Regions from separate parts of the Mus musculus genome. Here regions 1 and 2 are each linked to region 3. A link is a contact called in public HiChIP or PLAC-seq data. All regions are on one chromosome and are shown on one strand. The core of a region is the stretch at or near the end of the contact, and the rest is flanking DNA. Distances in the headings are between cores, read along the strand shown. Region 1 has its middle 38 kb from the start of Gm572. Region 2 has its middle 23 kb from the start of Gm32897. Region 3 overlaps Pex14 (peroxisomal biogenesis factor 14).

Region 1 (3,047 bases), core at 523-3,022, 370 kb after region 3:
GCACTCATGCCCCCTGTATTCCACACACACATAAATGCAGACACCCTTCTGGGACACACACCACAGGCCACTTGGCAGCCACCCCCAGCCCCCAGCTTCTCTAGAGTCCTCCCTCTGTTACATAAACTCCCCGTGCCCTCCAGTGTCCCCCGCAATCACTTACCTAATATTAGGATATTAAAAAATATGGCAAGATTTTAAGAGACTTATTAAAATGCAATTAGCAGCATGTTCGACCTAAGCAGGGAGATTATTTTTAAAAATGACTTGATTGTGCGGAATACCACGCACCTTCCTGAGGCCGTAAACCTGCCAATCACACACACTCAGAAAGGAGATTTCCCTGCTGCCTTTGCCCTTCAGGATTTTCTCGCGCCCCCACCCTCCCCACCGCCGCCCCGGGACTATGAAGGTGGTGCCCCCAAAACCTACAAACTCTGCCCATTTGCACGTAGTTACACTAAGACTATCTGAAAGACCCCATTGGGAGGAAATCAATGGGTTAGTCAAGTCCAAAGATAAACTTGTCGAAGCTTAAGAAGACAGCCAGAGAGTGGGCAAGACAGGGGAGGGAAACCCTACCCCACCTTATGGGGAACTGTTCTTTGATAGGAAAAGGCTGAAGAGAAAAGCTGAAAGGAGGAGGAAGACTTCCTAGGGAGAGAGTTACCGCTGACCTCTTCTGAGGGTTGTACCCCAGAGGCCCCCCCACCCCTAAGCCCCCAACCCTTGTAGCAGCCCCAGGTCAGGCTGGAACAGTGTGTTATGCTGCCCCCTGCTGGCTGCTCTTTACATTGCAGCTCCACTTTTAACTGGAGACCCAGCTTCAGGCTCTGGGGTCCAGTGTCAGCCATTCTCCATCTAGAAGGGCCACGAGGACCGCCGCCCACGACCCCACCACCACCTTTAACCAAGATCTCTCCCAGGCAGGACTCGGATCTACAGAGAAGCATGCACTGGTGTCGTGGGGAACTCTGCGGTGAGTTCCCATGCAGCCCCGCCCTGGCTGGAGGAGTTTATCAAATGTGCTTTCTGCTTCCTGGCATTAGGCTCCCCTGGCACTTTTATTCCAGCCATAAAAAGGCTATTTCATTGAGAAATAAAGTCCCATCTCCCTGACGTGTAACTCCTTTCAGAGCTCTTACTCAACTGCCAGGCAAAATTTATGCTTCCTGGATGCTCTCTCTTGTGATTGCAACTGGAAATTGGGCAGAAAGCTGGAAGGCAGATCTCCTTCCTGGCCAATAGGACCTGGGTTTGTTTCTTTGGTCTAAAGGAATTCTGAAGACTCAAGGTGTGCTGGAAGGATTCCTTGCCTAAGAATATGAAGACCTTGAGTTACTATTTTCCAGCTATCTATGTGACCTTGGATCAGGCTGTGAGCCTCAGTTTCTGCATCCATAAAATGGAAACAATCGTTTCTTTCTTCCTCAAAGGGGTGGTCCTGCTTACAGTGGGCAGATGGTGGTGGCAAGACTTTGAAACAGAATGTAGCCTTTATTTTAGAGGCAAAGGAGTTCTTTGACTTAGGGAGTACCAGTCTCCTCTCTCTCTCTCTCTCTCTCTCTCTCTCTCTCTCTCTCTCTCTCTCTCTCTCTCTCTCTCTCTCTCTCTCTCTCTCTCTCTCCCTAGCAGTTGTTTTCTTGTGTGCAATGGAGCACCTCCTGAATCCACAGGAAGTCTTGTTAGAATGCAAACTATCAGGCCTCACTGACTGAATTTCTTGATCTGTCATCTGGGGTGTGGTCCAATTCATTCGTTAAGATAATGCAGTGGCCCAGCTAGACTTTGGTAACTGAGGGACATTCCAAGTTTAATAATTTGCATATCTAAACTGAGCAGGGTGGGACTTGGCTGTAATCTCTTTAACTGAGAGAAGGAAAACTGGAAGATCAGAAATTCAAGGTCAGCCTTGGCTACACAGAGGGTTCCAGGGCAGCCTGGGCTACATGACACCCTGTCTCAAAACAAAACAAAAACAAAACCACCCTAGTGATTTGTGTTTCTAGTGAATTCCCAGGGAATGTAGGCATTGCTGGCTGGGGACCTCACTCTGAAGGGCACAGTGCTGGGGTGTGGAATGGCTCACCCTGGGTCTCCAAAGAGGAAAAAGGAGGGCTGGGGAGAGGAGATAGGCCTGAGACATAGTTCAGTTGGTAGGGTTCTTGCCTAGCATGCACGATGCCTCCGGTTCCATGTCCAGCCTTATATGAGTGACATATGGCAAGGCCGTTCATGCCTGTAATCCCAGCACTCGGAAGATAGAGGATCGGGAGTTCGGTTACTCCCTAATCTGGAGAATTACTGAGTTGATAATAAGTACAGTTCCAGTTTAAGTGAGATTCAAATACCCAACAGAGACTTGCAGCCGGCGCTAAAAGGGTATGCCGTGACAGGAAGCCATCACGGGAAGCAGAGGACATCTGAGAGTCCAGGGCCACAGGCTTGGTACTCACAGAGGCAAACCCAGGGATTTTCTGGCTGTGTTGACTGCTGCGCAGGACAGACAAGGAAGAAGTACAGTGTATGTATGCTTACTGGCTGAGACTCTGGGGAGGAGAAGATTAGAACCCAAGGGACCCAAATGATGTCTAATCACATTGAATAGCCTAGACTGGCTAAGACCCCACAACCCCAACCCCACAGAACCCCTTTCCACGATGTCACGGCACACAGATGTGTCAGGCATAAACAGATGCCTGCCTGCAAGACCTGGGAGGTCTCGGCAAGAAAATTAGATGTCCCCAAGGCAGGGACGATGTTCACGAGTATGCCTGCCATAGCCCCAGAATTGGTCATGGGTACCATTCTGGCCCTGGCACATCAAGTGTAGGAGGGGCCATAGAGTCAGTGTTGTTACGTCTTAAAAGAGAACAGGAGTCCTGCATGGAACCCCGAGCACTTTTTAATTAAAGAAGACTTCCCACTTTTGAGAGGGTGAGGAGAGTTAGCTGAGGGGAAAGAAATGGCTGCCTATTGTTTATTCTGCCTGAGAAGAGCATCCAGAGCCCAGGCCAAGCCAGGCCTAGCCTCTTCCTGCCCTGGGA
Region 2 (2,819 bases), core at 10-2,509, 330 kb after region 3:
CATTTAAATGAAACAGGATCCAGCTTCTTGATATTTTTTTTCCCTTTGCCCCAGGCTCCAATATGGCTCTGCTCAACCATTACTGATCTCAGCTTCATTTAAAATTTTGATTTATTTTTGATCACTGAGGATTTTTTTTGCATTAATTTTTCCCTTAATTTTTTTAACTTATGTAGTTATCACATGTACATGTGCGTGTGGTGTGTGTGCCTGAACGAAGGCCTGTGGGCCTGTGTGCGAGTGCACGCGCGGGCCTGTGTGGCCCTGTAAGGTCAGAGGTGCCTGGTATCTTCTGTCAGGTTCCACCTTTTTAAAAAATTAATCTTTAAATTTTTTACTTATTATCACAGCATGGAGGGCGTGGGGTAAATGGGAACAGGTGCCATGGTGCATGTGTGGCAGTGAGCTCTCTCCTTCGGGTGACCCATGGGTTCCATGGATCTACCTCAGGTCCCCAGATTTCCTCCGTGAGTGACTTCACCCAGTGTCTCCATGCTGATCCCACACTCCAATTTATTGGAGTCTCTTGGTGAGCCTGGGGCTCCCCTGGTCTGATGGTCTAGCCTGCTCTGAGGATCATCCGTGCCCACCTGGACTAGCAGGGTGCCAGTACACCTGCCAGCTTTTATGTAGGCTCGAACTCTTTGTTGCAAAGCAAGCGCTTGAGCCTTTGAGCTATCGTCCACCAAGCCTTTTCATTTTAACCTGAAGCATGATTTCCCTTATCCCTCAAGCTCACTTTGTAGCCTCTGAGGACTGACCTTGAATTTAGGACCCTCCTGCCTCTACTCCAGAGCGAGTGCTGGGATTACAGGTGTGCACACCACATCTAATTTATGTGCCATAGAGCTGTGTCTTTGAGCCACATTCCCGGGCCTTAATTTTTACTTGTCTTGATTTCTCTTATGCAGGGGCCACCGTCACCCCTGATGTTTTGCATTGGAGTGTTTCATTCATCCCCCTCCCCGGGTCCCTGCCTTGGGGAAAGAATGAGCACGCTCTGGCCCTAAGCCCCTATCCACTCACCCGGGATTCCCAGGCTCCTAGGAAGCCAGAGGGCGGAGGCAGGTCCGGGGTATCCGAGAGGGAGGAAGGGAGCTTGGAGAGAGGGGTGTGGGCAGGGAGGGGACGGGGCAGCCCGCCGCCTGATGCGTATCGATTTGCGCTCGGGGTCGGCGCGGGGGCACCACTGCTGGCGGGCGGGGCGACCGCACATTAGCGCGGCGGGGGACCGCTCCCCGGAACGGCTGCGGGCACATTAGACTTCCCGGCCTGGGACGGGCGACCCCCGCGGGCGGGGCGAGCTGGCTCCTGCAAGGCGGGCGCTGTGCTGCGGGGACCCACCCAATGAATGGGCCGTGTACAGCTTCACCTCTGGCTCTCCTGCCTCTAGGCCTCTGAGTCTTCCGTCAGGACTGCTTCATTGAGCCAGGCCAGGTCTGGAAACACAGCACACACACACTACCTTCACCACCACCAGGGCTGTCCATTTCTTTTGCTTTTGTGAGACAGAGCAGGCACCCTGAAGCCCAGCCCAGTCTGGCCTGGAACTTGCAGCAGTCTTCCTGCCTCAGCCTCCTGAGTGCTGGGATGGCAAGCTTAATTACCACATCCATCTCTGGTTCCCCCCCCCCTCCTCCCGCCCTCCAGTCAAGGCTTCTCTAATCCCTGGCACTTCTCTGACCTCTGACCTTGGGGTTGCATTTCCACACCCCTTGAACAACTCTTTTAACAGTATTTTTTGCATTCTTGAGAACTAAAGTGAGCCAGCCCTTTGGGAAATCACTCCTGACCCACACATCCCCAGTGTTGGCATGCATACCCTGGCTGATCCAGAAGCCAAGTCAACAAGGCCCATCCACCATCCTTTGGACAGGGAACTCTTGGGCACCTGGGTAGCCAGGCAGTGGGGCAACATCAAGGTTGAATTCTAGTTCTGCTTCTTAAAAGCTGTGTGGCCTTTGGGCAAGTGAATGAACCTCTCTGTAGGTCTGGGGATGTAGCTCAGTGGTTCAGCATCTGCCCAGCAGAACGGGAACCATAATTCCTGCCCCGGCAGAAAATCCTGGGGACTACGGCAAAGAGTCTTGCTGCAAAAGGCCTGAACTCCCCACGGTGGGTGGGGCACACAGCAAGCAGGACATCCTTTGGGGCTACTGTGGTGGTACTGTCGCAGTCTCGTGGGAGGGGGGATTGGGGAGGGGCGGATTGGCAGTGTGGTTTCTGCCATCTCTGGCTAGCCCCTCCCTCTAGGCTCCACCCCACTTACCTCCCAAATAGCAGAATGCGTCACTTCCGGAATCAGAAAGCTTCCTGTGTCCTGCCTCTTTTCCTCCGGCAGGTTCCTTTCTCCTTTATCCACTTCCGCTCCAGCACCCACCTGCTGCTCCTTGACAAATGTCTGGGGAAAGCTCAGCGGGTTGCCTCCTGGTCTCTCTTCTCCAAGCCTCCCTTCATCTTTGTCTACATTCAGGGCAGCCATGACAGCCAGCCAGGGCAGCCATGACAGCCAGCCGTGGCACCCAGGACCCAGGTCTCAGGCCATCGGAAGTCACTGTCTTCCCTTCTTTCCTCCCGTCCTTGAAACAGGGTCTCACTGTGTAGCCCAGGCTAGCCTCAGCCTCCTGGATACCAAGATCAGACTTCTGCCACCATTTCTGACACGTGGGGGCCTTCTGAATCTCCCTGGCCGCCTTCTCCTCCTCCGCCTTCTTGGTCTCCTCTGTCTCTTGCTTGACCTGACTCTAAAGCAAAGGGGAGTCTTCCTTGTTGCCACAGGCAAACCCTAGGGAGCCCTGATTCTTCTCCACATTCCCACG
Region 3 (2,891 bases), core at 91-2,590:
CACTCTGCGTGCAGAGTCACACTGCTGCTTTACTCTGCAGAGGGCCAGGAAGTGCTCTAGAGCGACAGCAGGAGTCAGGACTTGGTTGTCTGGTGTCGGCCACAGGTCTGCTGCTTGGTGGAGCTGCAGGTGATCTTTAGCTGTCCAAATCTGCCATTTCTAACTTTTGCTATCTTTAATTAACTAATTAATTTTCTTTAACATGTATGAGTGTTTTGTCTGCATGTTTGTCTATGTACTACTTGTGTGCCTGGTGCCTGCAGATGCCAAAAGAGGGTTGGATCCCCCAGGAATTGGAGTTATAGACAGTTGTGAGCCTATCTATGAGTGCTGGGAATGGAATCCAGTCCTCTTAACTGCTGAGCCATCCATCCATCTCTCTAGCCCCAGATTCTTGGAACTTAAGCTATTTGTAGGCTGTGGCAGCTCCTTTCTGTATTCAAACCTTAGTTGTCGATGCTTTAGTCCCTTTCCCCCTTAGCTATCTGTCCGAGGTACCAGTTAATGACTCCTCAGAAGGTTTTAGCTTATACAGATATTTCAGCACACTCCTGCAGTCTCAGCATCTTGGCAGGCCGAGGCAGGAGGCTATGAATTCTGAGCCTGCCAGTGCATGTAATGGAGACAACATTTCCCGATGCCGACATTCTCTCCCGTGGAACACACAAGCCCATCTTGCCCTGTGATCAGCAGGTGTCAAGCCCTCCAGAGGGAGTGCTTCACATGCCACCTGGTAGTCATTTATTTTGTGTCCAGCCCCAGTGATGACTTAATCCTTAAGGTTGCCACTTTCAGGGACACAACCTTTCTTTGTTCCTGTCACAGCTTAGTCATGCATGACAAGAGAGAACTTGGCCCAGACTTGAGAAGTGGGAGCTGCAGTAGTTCTCTATGAGCCAAGCTCTTGAGCTCCTGAGCGGAGCAGTAATTGGGAAAGCATAACATTTAGCGAGCAGCAGAGAGAAGGAACCCAGGTATCATCAGGAAGGTCCTGGGGCCGGCCTGCTGCATAGCTTTAGTGCTGGTCTCCAGCTCGCCGCTCTCCTTAGGAGCATCAGCACCGTGGACACTGAGTCATTACATTCCTTTGCAGTGATTCAACTCAGCAGCTTGACACCTTCATTAATTTTACAACACAAAGCCTGGGTGTTTTCTGCTTCCTCTTTAGCAGTGCAGGGAGTTAGAGGGGCTGCGGACAAGAGCAGCAAGGAGCTATGGAGAGATGCTGCTCTGGGCTTTGAGTGCCTTGCTCTTGTTGGTGCTTCCCGGGATCAAGTCTCCGACTCTTGCTACCACTCAGTTCTGGCGCGTAAACCTTTTATTTCTGTTCCTGGCATGCTAGCTCACCGACCTCCGGCTCAGAGCCAGCTCGTTTGCCTTCTCTGCTGAGGTCACTGCTACCGTGATCCGTGTATAATGGCATTTCCCTCCTCTTTTCAGTATGGAGGCTATTACAGTTTCCTCTCTAAACAGGACTTCAAACAATCCGCTGCCAGTCGGATTTCAAAGCCAAGGAAAAGGCAAATGTCATCCTTTTTTTCTCCCCTCTTTGGGTAACTGCTTTGTTGGCTGCATCAGAAATTAGAGGGGTTGCTGTGGAAATTCAGGTGGGGATGTGTGGGGACAAGGCATTTAAATTTGCTTTTCTTTCTGCCTAAAGGAGAAAATCCTTTTCCTTCTCAACCTTTCCTAAAAAGGAACTTTGATCTTCTCAGCCCAGAGGCCGGGGTTTTCATTTCCTCTATAGCCGGCTGGCGTGTTCCGCTCCTTCTGCAGTGAGGGCACTCAGTGGTGTGCAGCATCTGCAGCCCTGCCCCGCGGCTCGCCTGCCCCAGGCTCCAGCTGCCTCTGTGCAGTAAGTTGGCCCAGAGTCCTCTGCTGAGCAGGAAAATCTCTCCCAAGTCACCTGGTCCCTGAGACCACTGTCACTTGGTACTAAGTAGTGTGGGTGGTTTAAGATAGTTTACCGCCACATTCCTCTCTGGAAGAACTATTCCCATAAAACAACAAAACACTGGCATGTGACGGGGAGTCACTCTCGCAGTATTTTTAACTAGGGCCAAGGGGGGGGAAAATGTGAATGACAGAGAGATTTCACTTTGAAAGGTAGTTTTTGCACATGCAAAGTTGCCACTTTTCATAGAGGCTTTTACTTCATTTATCAATGTTTTAAGAGAGGCTGGGGTCAATAATGCATGCTTTAGACTCCCCTAAATACAGATTTACACAATAGCCCCTAAAATATATTATGTTGAATCACGTCAACTCCTCTCTGCTGCTGTTGCTGCTGCTGCTGCTTCTTTTTTTTTGTTTTTTGTTTTTTTGTTTTTTTTTTGTTGTTTTTTTGTTTTTGTTTTTCGAGACAATGTGTCTCTGTGTAGCCCTGGCTGTCCTGGAACTCACTCTGTAGACCAGGCTGGCCTCGAACTCAGAAATCTGTCTGCCTCCCAAGTGCTGGGATTAAAGGCATGTGCCACCACGCCCAGCTTTCCTCTGTGCTTCTACAGAGGTGTTTTATTCTTTAATGTGAAAAACAAAAGGAGCAAGGAAAAGAAAACAAAGGAAATTAGGGCTCACATGCATACATAATCACTACAGGGCTGGAACCCATCTCAGCAATAGGAAGGGCACAGTGACCACAACCAGGAGATCCCAGCTGAAAGGGAGAGCCCTTCCTTTGACTCTTTGAGCACCAGGGCACTTGATGATATCCATCCCTTCCTAAGTTCAGTTAACTGTCTTTAGTTCGTGAACTTCAGGGTTTTGTGGATAGACTTTCCTTTCTTTTATTTCCTTTTTACACGTTTAATATAAATTAAATATAAATGTGTGCACCCATGCTTGCATGTGCACGCTTGTGTGCTAATTTGTAGATAAATGGGCTAAAATGT

The links. HiChIP or PLAC-seq counts read pairs in DNA pulled down with a chosen protein or histone mark.
Region 1: a contact with region 3 is called in an H3K27ac HiChIP or PLAC-seq map of embryonic stem cells, with 9 times the contacts expected there. The contact joins two enhancer-like sites. A contact is called at or near these places in 1 of 15 datasets of contacts at CTCF or cohesin (embryonic stem cells), 4 of 484 Hi-C or Micro-C datasets (the N1E-115 cell line, bone marrow-derived macrophages and embryonic stem cells) and 14 of 115 datasets of contacts at active chromatin or transcription factors (bone marrow-derived dendritic cells, cardiomyocytes, a colorectal cancer cell line and 6 more).
Region 2: a contact with region 3 is called in an H3K27ac HiChIP or PLAC-seq map of embryonic stem cells, with 9 read pairs. The contact joins two enhancer-like sites. A contact is called at or near these places in 7 of 484 Hi-C or Micro-C datasets (the CH12 cell line, the HL-1 cell line, the N1E-115 cell line and 4 more) and 19 of 115 datasets of contacts at active chromatin or transcription factors (embryonic basal ganglia, embryonic forebrain, embryonic hindbrain and 9 more).

What each region holds. Positions count from the first base shown.
Region 1 is chr4:148,679,461-148,682,507 of GRCm38.p6, reverse strand. No RefSeq gene overlaps it. Among named protein-coding and RNA genes, the nearest start is that of Gm572, 38 kb to the right of the region's middle. Within about 2 kb of position 1,772, at least 35 of the 459 cell types and tissues checked have an H3K27ac peak or open chromatin away from gene starts, as enhancers often do. A contact at or near this core is called in embryonic stem cells, where this site is marked.
Region 2 is chr4:148,722,896-148,725,714 of GRCm38.p6, reverse strand. No RefSeq gene overlaps it. Among named protein-coding and RNA genes, the nearest start is that of Gm32897, 23 kb to the left of the region's middle. Within about 2 kb of position 1,259, at least 33 of the 459 cell types and tissues checked have an H3K27ac peak or open chromatin away from gene starts, as enhancers often do. A contact at or near this core is called in embryonic stem cells, where this site is marked.
Region 3 is chr4:149,047,925-149,050,815 of GRCm38.p6, reverse strand. The region is part of intron 2 of Pex14 (peroxisomal biogenesis factor 14); the gene reads left to right. Among named protein-coding and RNA genes, the nearest start is that of Gm42351, 39 kb to the right of the region's middle. Within about 2 kb of position 1,340, at least 195 of the 459 cell types and tissues checked have an H3K27ac peak or open chromatin away from gene starts, as enhancers often do. A contact at or near this core is called in embryonic stem cells, where this site is marked.